Linked DNA regions of Ovis aries: regions 1 and 3 are each linked to region 2. The links are chromatin contacts, called in public Hi-C maps. All regions are on one chromosome and are shown on one strand. Each heading gives the region's core, a stretch centred on a gene start, on an enhancer-like site or on the middle of the called end of the contact. The rest is flanking DNA. Distances are from core to core; before and after follow the strand shown. Region 1 overlaps JAG1 (jagged canonical Notch ligand 1). Region 2 overlaps SLX4IP (SLX4 interacting protein). Region 3 overlaps SLX4IP (SLX4 interacting protein).

Region 1 (3,108 bases), core at 18-2,517, 120 kb after region 2:
TCAAGGCCAGGTACCAGGTCCCAAACTGGCATTCTGCTACAATCATTCACACCCAAATGGCCGCTGCCAACCTAACCCCAAGGGAGGCAGAGTCCCAGGTCCCTCCTCACAGCGTGGCACGGGGGGCAGGTGAGATGACTGGCAGGTGTTCCAACTTACTGATAAGTTCATACAAACACCCCCACCCCCAAAGAAACACAAAAGAAAACTGCACACACCTGGATTTTTCTTGGTTTCAAGCTATGAGAACAGGATTCTTATATAAAGCTACCTGGCATTCATCTATTTTTCCTTTTTTTCCAGAAGAACAGCCAGGGGGCAAAGCAGGAGGGATGGGCAGGATCAGGCCTTCAGTTTGGGCTCACCGAGTGAGTGGCTCTGCCCCTCCCCAGCTCCAGGGAACCTGGCAACCTGGGAGGTGGGTCTCCATTCTGTGCAGCAGGAAGGCACAATGGTCAGCTTTCAGAAGGCCCTTTGGAGAGGATGTCCTGGGATTCTACTTCGAGGAGGGTCCTGGCCTCAAAGCGCTCCTGTGCCTGCCCCTGCCCCTGGCACCTGGGCTGCGGGAGGCCCGGGTTCCACACCCATCCCGCCTGCGGGGGTTACCTTGGCACTGGGCAGAGTGGCAAGCACTTAACTGCCACATTAAGAAGGGGGGATGTGAGAAACAAGGGTGATTGTGCTGACAGCTGGGAGCTTCCTTTTCCTGGCAACAGTGGCAGCCAAACCAAGCTCTGAGAAGTGGCTGTTTCCCCTCCTGCCAAGCTGACGGACACAGAAAACCCACCCTGCAAATGGCATGCATGCAACGTCCAGAGGCCCCGGCGGGCGGCAGGGGCACACCCTGGGAGTGCCCAGTGTGCCCGGGGGGCCATTGTATGCAGTCATCACCCCGGTCAGGCTGGGGCCCTGGGCTCTGCTGACTCGACGGTCGCATCCTGTGGCTGGCCCTGTATCTGCACTATTTGTGAGGCGGCAGCATTATTCCCTGTAATCCTCGTTTCAGTCAATCCGGCCACACTATTGTCCTGCCTGCGTCTGGGTGGCCAGAGTAGAATATATTCCAGGCACAAACATATTACATAAAGGCTCCAGAAATGCCATGTGTGGGTACACACGTGCTCACCCCGACAACTCACGTGTGTGGCGGGGTTTGGGCAAAGTGAGGCACACAGCAGGGACAGCCACCCCATGGCGGACAGCTGAAACCTCAGTCATAGAAAGCAATTTAGTCTGCAGGGCTTGACATTTCAATAGAGTCTGATCTGGTTACAAAGGGTGATTTTCTCATGAAACCCCACCTCAAAGACTCAGCAAGCGGGGCCCCAAAGCTCGGATCCAGATTGAAGACTCTCAATGAGATGCCCCCACCCCCTTTCCCATCGTTACCCCTACCTGTCTGAAAAGCATCCCACTGATAATTAAATGCACCAGTTACAAAAGGGTGGCGAGGTTAATAGATAGAATACCGAGAAGCCAGCCAAGCACAACCGTCCGGTTCACACAGAGCAAGCCTGAACAAGATGCCTTTCTACTCATTTACCAAAAGTGCAGAGAGGCTGGGCTGAGCTGGTAGAGGACCCTGGACGTTTGACTATTTATGTACCACTTTTAACCACTGGGACCCACGCTGCGGAACTGCCTCCCTGCACACACACTGCACCAGAGACAAATGTCTTTGGTGCCATAAAATCAAGGGCCACGGGGGAGGGATCAGAGACCAGCATGGGAGTCACAACACAGGCACTTAGCGCCCCCCCCCCCACCGAACCACCCCCCAGCAACTCCCCGCCCCCCGCCACCAGATAGAAGCAGGACATTTCGGAACCCAGAGGCCTACTCCTCCTCCCCTAGAAAACCCAAGAATCATCACTTTCCATGTGCACTATTAAAAACATCTTCCTAAAGTTGAAAACTAGGTTAGCTGTGTTTGGGTCTAACATTTTTTTTTTTAACGTATTTAGACTGGAGCAGCTTGGCACCTCGCCTCGGCAGAGAGGGTAGAAACGTGTCTCTAGAAGTTTACCAAGGGGAATTCTCAGGAATATTTGCCTTATAGATTACCATGCTAATTGTATGCATGTCCAGAGATTATGTATTCTTACACGGTAACTACTCTTGAACTCTTGGCACTAGAACCAGGTTCTGGCCCTCCTACAATGGGCCAGCGGCTGCTCCAAATCTAGCCCAGGCCTCTGTATTCCTGTTTTCAGATCAGGACATGAAGACTCTTTGTTGCCTTGGCTTCATTTTTTCATGAATAACATTTTCCCTCCATGCTAAACTTTTCACATGCCTTCCATCCAAAGGTCCGTTACAACCGTTTGCTCTACAGATTTTAGGCAGTGTTCAGATGGCTGGCTTTCTCGGAGGCTGCGTGCTTTGTAAGGGGCTGCTGCCCCTCCTCCTCACCCACCCAACTTCCCTAAGTGCCTGCATGCCAAAAGCTCTACCAGTCTTGAGAAATGTTTGAAGTCCCTGTAGAATGATGGGTGTGGAATTGGTGGGTTGCAAACTCATGTACGTACTGGAGATTTGAATAAGTTGCTAAGAAACAAGACAACAAGGAGAAGAACACGCCAAGGCTACTACACCTGGCAGAGGAAAAAACTATGAGAAACCTAGTACCTTGCACAGGAGTCCACGTGGGGGGCAGCCACTCTGCAGACCCACAGCACCAAGTGAGCACAGCTCCATTTTCTCCCCAGCCAGGTTTTGCAATGCAGACATATCATTTCATCGCTTTAGTATGAGGGAGGTGTTTTAGGGCAAAGGGTGTTTTCCCCACACACAGAAAGTCCTTGCTATGAGCATGTACGCACGTGAGCTGTCTGTGTGCACACACGCTGATCACCTGGGTGGCACATTCTGACTGCAGAAAGGGGCCAGGTCCAGTGAGAACCCCATCCCTCCACTGGCTACCCAGGGACCGGGAAAGTGAGAGTCATTCAGTCATGTCTGACTCTATGAGACCCCATGGACGATACAGTCCATGGAATTCTCTAAGCCAGAATACTAGAGTGGGTAGCCTTTCCCTTCGCCAGGGGATCTTCCCGACCCAGGGATCGAACCCAGGTCTCCCGAATTGCAGGCAGATTCTTTACCAGG
Region 2 (3,107 bases), core at 237-2,736:
TGCTGACCTGCCCTGTGTCCACATAATGAGACTCGAGTGTCCCCAGAGCACCCCAGGCTCTCTGGGGCTTTCTCCACCACGCGGCTGTGATGCCTCCCCTCCACCCTGGCCTCCCTCGGGCAGAGTTGAGAACTCGCTCTGGTCCAGGGGTGTGCGCTGTGGTCCCATCTCCTGCAGAGCTTACGCTGGGGTGTGCGCTGTGGTAACACCTCCTGCAGGGCTTACCCTGAACCCCCCACCCCAGGCGGGAATGAATAATGAATGAATGAATGAGAGAACGTGGGGAGCCTTCCACGCATCTCAGAATTCTGAACCTGTATCTGAGATACCAGCATGAATGAGAAATGTTAGCATCCTCACTTTCATTTTACACTTCATTGTAAAATTAGAGGATAAGATTTCTCTGATCCGGAGGAGGAAGCCTTGGTACTCATTAAGTTTCGGCTCTGAAATTCTTAGGCAAGAGATAGGAAAAATCACCAACATACTTGGTTGGCAGTGAGTTTGGGGTGAGGTAATCTGAGGATCCTTGAATTCCCTTTTTCCAAAAGATGGAAAATGAGCGGTTGTCGCTGGTGATGACATAGTTTTCACCACTCCAGAATAAGGAGGGAGAAAGTGATTCTCTGACACATCAGTGTCTGGGGCTGTCTGAATGACCCTGGCCTTGGAGTGGGGAGTCCCCAGTTAGCACATGAGGCTGTGCTTTGCCCTAAACTCAGAGCTCGGGTGCCCTTCTCCCTCCATCTCCCTCTCCCTCCCTCTCCCTCTCTCCCTCCCTCCCTGCCTCTACACAGTAAGCATTCACTCTGAGCCAGCACTGTGCTGACCCCAGGGGTTGCAGAGGGACAGAGGTGTGGTCACTGTCTCCACCCAGGAGCTGCCAGTCTGGCATCGGAGGCCCCTTGGTGGAGCAGCCACTTCATGCAGAAATAAGCAGGAAACATCACTGATCCAGAGGAGGAAGGGGTGAACCCTTCAGAAAAGTTCCAAAGGGGTGGACACACTCCTTCAGGGACGTGCAGGGGCCCACTGAGCACAGGAGCACCACTGCTTTGGAAGCAAAGAGCACGTGCCCAGGAGCCGCGGGAGACGGTGAGGATGGGGCCTTAGCAGAGCTCGGGCCTCTGCATGGCGGGTGTGGCTCTGCTGGCGGCTGAGTCTCAGAGAAGTGGTCCTGATGCTCCAAGTGGGAGATGACGTGAGCGAGGAGCTGGGGGTGGGGGGGGGTGGGGCAGTATTTAACTCTTGAAGAAGCAGAACCGGCCAGGCGTGGTGGCCAATGTTGCAGGCTGAGGGGAAGGAAGGAGTGAGGGGTGACTCCCAGGGTTTTGGCCGAAACCTCTGGGCGGAGGAGAGAGGAAGCTGGACCGGCCCTGGGCTGGCTGACTCCCAGCCCAAGCCGGGATGCAGCGCTTCCTCTCTCTACAGCCACTGGGCTGAGAGAGAGAGTGGCCTGTGTGGAGGACTCTGAGAGCCACTGGTGCTCCACGCAGAAGAGCTGGTGAGAGGAGAAGCAGGCGCTAAGCATGGAGGGGAGGGCTGGAGGCCTCGCTGCTGGCTGCCGTCAGAGCTGGCTTTCCTGATTTTTTCCCCTTTTCACTGCTGTTTACTCATGGGAGAAAAGAAGCAAAGCTTTGAGAGCAGGGACTTCATAAAGGCAGAATACCTGTGATTAGTGTGGGGACTGCAGAGAGTTCTCACTGGAGAACTCAGAAGGCTGGCTGCACCCCTCTGTGGGAGCAGGGAGGTGGGGTCTGGCAGAAAGCTCAGGAAGGTTTAAGTACCAAACTGAGAGTCAGTGATTTTTTTTTTTAAGACATTCTGGTCAGGCTGCTTATAAGCAAACAGACTAGCTTATTTTTTATTTTTGTTTTATATTGGAGTGTGGTTAGCACTCCAGCATTAACAATGTTTTGTTAGTTTCAGACGTACAGCAAAGTGATCCAGTTATACAACTATGTATCTGTTCATTTTCAAATTCTTTTCCCAATTAGGTTATCACAGGATATTGAGCGGAGTTCCCTGTGCTCTGCAGTAGGTCCTTGTTGGTTATCTGTTTTAAATACAGCAGTGTATGTGTCTGTATAGCAGTGTGTATGTACACATAGCTTATTTGTGATCAGAGCTACAAATGATGAAATGAAAAATGAAAGTGAAAGTCACTCAGTCATGTCCAGCTGTTTTCGACCCCATGGACTGTATAGTCCTTGGAATTCTCCAGGCCAGAATACTGGAGTGGGTAGCCTTTCCCTTCTCCAAGGGATCTTCCCAACCCAGGGATCGAACTGGGGGCACCTGTATTGCAGGTGGATTCTTTACCAACTGAGCTATCAGGGAAGCCTTCACAAATGATGAAAAAAATACCAAATTGGACCTTTATATTCAGCTCTTTTTAGAAAGATACTACATAGTATCAGATCAGGTTGTTGAAACATCACTTTTTTTTTAATGTTTTATTTTGTATTGGGGTATACTCAATTAAGAATGTTGTGATAATTTCAGGTGAGCAGCAAAGAGACTCAGCCAGACATATACATATCTTCATTCTCCCCCAAACGCCTCTCCATCCAGGCTGCCACATAACATTGAGCAAAGTTCTGTGTGCTATACAGTGGGTCCTTGTTAGTTAGCCATTCTAAATATCACAGTGTGCACATGTCCGTCCCAAACTCCCTGACTATCCCTCACCCCCATCCCCTGGTACCCTTAAGATCCTTCTCTAAGACTGTGCGTCTCTGTTTTGTGAGCTTATTTGCATCATTTCTTTTTAGATTCCGCATATAAAGGATCTCATGATAGTCCTCCTTCCCTGTCTGACTCACTTCACTCGGCATGGCACTCTCCAGGTCCATCCATGTTGCTGCAGATGGCATTATCTCATTCTTTTTAATGGCTGTGTAATATTCCAGTGTATAAAACCATTGCTTTTTTTTTTTTTTTTTTTGGAAAATCATCCTTGCTGATGACAAAGTGATAGCAGAGAACTTAGCTTGACGGAGCAGTCGGGCGGAACGCTCACAGGAGACCGGGTAGAATGTGTGTGAGGCACGTCTGCCCTCTTTGGAGGGGCTCTTGTTCTGGGGTCTCTGGAGCCCCGGCAGCCC
Region 3 (3,505 bases), core at 80-2,579, 91 kb before region 2:
CCTCTAGAGAAGTGCCAGGGTAATGTTTTCTTAACACCATTTTTACCATGTTATTTCCTTGCCTAAGCGATCAGAAGTAATTCTGTTAAATGAGATCTAATCTAAACTTGCCAGCTGACTTCAAGGCACTCTGATAACTCTTTTCCCCTTCCTCTTTAACTCTGACCTATATTTTCATCTTGAAACTTGGGAACGTGTCCGCCTGTTTCTATGAAACTGATGAATTTGCATTTCCTGCAGAGATCTGGCCTGTGGTTTTCTCTCTTCCTGTGCCCTCTCACCTTTTCTTGCATAGTCTGTACGCATCAACTTTTCCCAGGCTTGACCAAAGGCTTGCTTTTATTTTCACACAAGATCTAAACTTTTCCTGCATTGATTACCCTCTCACGTTGTTCCTTTGACTGTGCGCAGGTACACACTGCCGTGTGTTATATACACACCCTCTCACAGCATATTGCTCTTAGCAACATTTCCCAAGATGAAGGACCTGTGCTGTGCTTCTTGTGTATCTGCCTTGAGTAATTTGGAACCTTTCTGAGGCGCCCAGTATCCCTCATTTTCCTTATTACAAAAATGAGAAATTTCTTTCCTCATGTCTTACGGAGAACAGGGAAGTCACTCAAGCTTAGAGTTATTTCATACTGGTCTTTTTTCAGTCCCAGACAGGAAATGTTATAATCTCCAATTTGTGGTTTATTTCTTTTCTTTCAAAAAAAATTCATCTCAACCTGTTTCTCCTTTTAGGAGTTCCACTTTGAAAATATTTTAAGTGATTCTTTTGAAAATAGCCTTTGTTAATAGCCAAAATGACGTTGTATAGAGTTTGCTTCTATGAGGCCTTTAGGAAAGTAAATTGTTTCAGTATAGTGATGTTAATTCTTTGGACATCATTTTGTTTTATTTTAATTAGGACCTTACTGTTAGACTGTGTAGACTATGGTACTTGAATTTTTTTCCAACATGCATACAAACACATGTATATTATTAACTTATGCTAGTGTAAAAAAAAAATCTTAGTAGAAAAGCAGATTCAGGATCTCTCACAGATACAAGAGCTCATTCTGTCCCTTGAATTCTCCCTGAGGGCTGTAGAGGGCATCATTGTTCCACGAGCAGCTCAGCAGACATGGCGATCCAAGAAACCACAGCAGCCCAAGTGCTTCTAAAATTGCTGGCCCGTTCCTACAGGATCGTGACATCCTAAATGCCGATGTTTGTTAGCCTGGGAGTTATGTGTTTACCCCCACCGATAGCCTGCTAGCCCGTGGATGTGTAGATCGCTGTCTCATAGACCTCCTGACCAGGAAACACAACCGTTAACCACAGCAGTAGGAAGCAGTCAATCCAAACTATCCCCAGAGGCCGCGGAGAAAGCCTTCTCAGTGACGCAAGACTGCCTCTGGCGTGCCGCCCTTCCAGGTTCTGGAAGCGGAGCGAGGGGCTGAGGGTGAGCGTCCCTTTGGTCCTTGGAAGGCTTTGGGACCCCAGCCCAACCCTGGTCCTGGCAGTAAAGACTGGAAGGATTCGGCTGGGGCAAAGTCCTTGGAGTCACAGTGTTATTATAGTACTGTAGTTCCTACTCACCTTTCCTTATTGTTATTGTGACTGTGAACTTTGGAGATGCGAAGTTGAAGAAGTGAGCTGAGGGGTGGGGACTCACAGAGGGTCGTTGCCTTCCAGAACCCCTGGGAATGGAGATGACACTTCCCTGAATGGCCCACGTGTGCAGCAGTCCAGTCATTAGCCAAATGATGTAAAGATACACAGTGTCCATCTATTTTTAGTGTCCTTTTCAGGGCTCCTCTGGTTGTGACCTCTTGGAATACCCATGATTAGGTAATATAGGAAACTAGGCCACTGGATACGTCCCTTTTTTGCATGTGAGCAGCATGTGACAATAACATTCTGATTTTCGGACTACGAGAAACACCAAAGAAAGAATGAGTTTGTAATAGTCACTCTACACAGCAATAGGCACATGCTGTGTTTTGCGAGTGTGATCTGAGGTAAGGCAGAGTGTTACGCCATTTGTTTCACAGAGATTTGGTGTCATAGAGGTTCTGGCAAGGCCTGTGCCGAATAGGACATCCTAGTTATCATGACCTGAAAAAGGCACTGTCTCTTATGGGTCAGTATTGAGATCGTGTCTTATAAATTTCTGTGATTCTTTGTATCCTTTTCATGTGACTCTAGGTTCTTTTACAGTACTTCTTGAAATTTAGATCCTCAGATTTTTGAGGAAGGTATCCTAGAAGATGAAATTAGCCTCAGACTTTTGATCAGGGTTCCTGATATCATGTCATGACCTCACTTGTGAAACGTGGATGACTGGCTGAATTGTGTTTACCCCTCTGAGCATCCATTTCTTCAGCTGTGTGATAGTGCTGTTATTCCTGTCTGTTTAACAGAGTTTCTTATGGGTGTCAAAGTAATAATTAAAGACAGTGCTGTCAGAGTGTTTGGGAAAAGAACACTTTAGGCGGTGATTATCTTACAGTGACATTCTGTACAGTGTTAGAGGGACTTGGCCTGGGTGTCTTACTTGTTCTTGCTCTCATAATTCTTTGGGGTGAGGACTAGTCTAATTCTTTTCATATGTGAGGTGTCAGTTAGCAGATCTTCCTTTATCCCTAGTGTGCAAGGCCCTGGGTTAGGCACTAGAGACACAGACAAGGGTGATGATGGCCTGCTCCACTCCTCAAGGTGGTTTGTCATGAGAAAATGTGTCCCAGTTTAAACAGCAGCAGGTTAGGTGACGCAGACTCCGCCCTGCAGAGCTGAGTTGTGAGCGAATGAGTGCGGTGATTTTGTTCCGGTCTCTCTCTTTATGGGATGTTGTGGCAAAACCACAGGTCACTCAGGTTTTGGGGTGTGTCTTTTTGTGTCAGTTTCCCTGGTGGTGGGTAGCCAGGGCCAGAAACCAGAGGGCTTAGATTTAAATCCTTGTTGTTGGTTCTTGACTATGGGCAAGTCAGTTAACCTTTTGTTTCAGTTAGCCACAGCTGTGTAACCAAGCAGCCCCGAACTTTTCATAATTCCATGCGTCAGAAAATCTAGGTAGGCAGTCTCTCTGCTTTACATGGCATTGACTAGGTCACTCATTTGGAATGCATTCAGATACCCACTAGGCTGGAAAGCTCAAGAGGACTTCACGCCCGTGTTAGTTCCTTCTCCCCAGTGCCTTTCTCTTCCCAAGGTGTCTCGTCATTCAGTTGTTTAGCGTGAACTCCCTTACAGCAAGGCGCTGGCCCTCCAGAGGCCATGACGCTGGCAGCTGCTCGGCTTCCTAAGGGCTGCGCTGGAGCTGGCAGACTCTTCCTTCTGCCATTCTCTAGCCATATGCATGCGTGCGCAGTCAGATCCAACTTTCTGCAACCGCATAGACTGTATAAATAGCACTGTTCATGGAATTTTCCAGGCAAGAATACTGAGGTGGGTTGTCTTGCCCTCCTCCAGAGGATCTTGCCAACCCAGGGCTCAAACCTGTATTTCTTGCATCTCCTGC

The links. Hi-C and Micro-C count contacts between places; a contact is called where the count stands out from the background.
Region 1: a Hi-C map of liver shows a contact between it and region 2, with 2.4 times the contacts expected there. The contact joins two enhancer-like sites. A contact is called at or near these places in 4 of 16 Hi-C or Micro-C datasets (liver, omental adipose tissue, skin fibroblasts and 1 more).
Region 3: a Hi-C map of tail adipose tissue shows a contact between it and region 2, with 5 times the contacts expected there. The contact joins two enhancer-like sites. A contact is called at or near these places in 3 of 16 Hi-C or Micro-C datasets (omental adipose tissue, skin fibroblasts and tail adipose tissue).

What each region holds. Positions count from the first base shown.
Region 1 is chr13:3,793,239-3,796,346 of ARS-UI_Ramb_v3.0, forward strand. All of the region lies in intron 2 of JAG1 (jagged canonical Notch ligand 1), which reads right to left. Among named protein-coding and RNA genes, the nearest start is that of JAG1, 6.0 kb to the right of the region's middle. Within about 2 kb of position 1,268, at least 3 of the 54 cell types and tissues checked have an H3K27ac peak or open chromatin away from gene starts, as enhancers often do.
Region 2 is chr13:3,677,030-3,680,136 of ARS-UI_Ramb_v3.0, forward strand. All of the region lies in intron 2 of SLX4IP (SLX4 interacting protein), which reads left to right. Among named protein-coding and RNA genes, the nearest start is that of JAG1, 120 kb to the right of the region's middle. Within about 2 kb of position 1,487, at least 18 of the 54 cell types and tissues checked have an H3K27ac peak or open chromatin away from gene starts, as enhancers often do. A contact at or near this core is called in tail adipose tissue, where this site is marked.
Region 3 is chr13:3,586,147-3,589,651 of ARS-UI_Ramb_v3.0, forward strand. All of the region lies in intron 2 of SLX4IP (SLX4 interacting protein), which reads left to right. Among named protein-coding and RNA genes, the nearest start is that of SLX4IP, 43 kb to the left of the region's middle. Within about 2 kb of position 1,330, at least 31 of the 54 cell types and tissues checked have an H3K27ac peak or open chromatin away from gene starts, as enhancers often do. A contact at or near this core is called in tail adipose tissue, where this site is marked.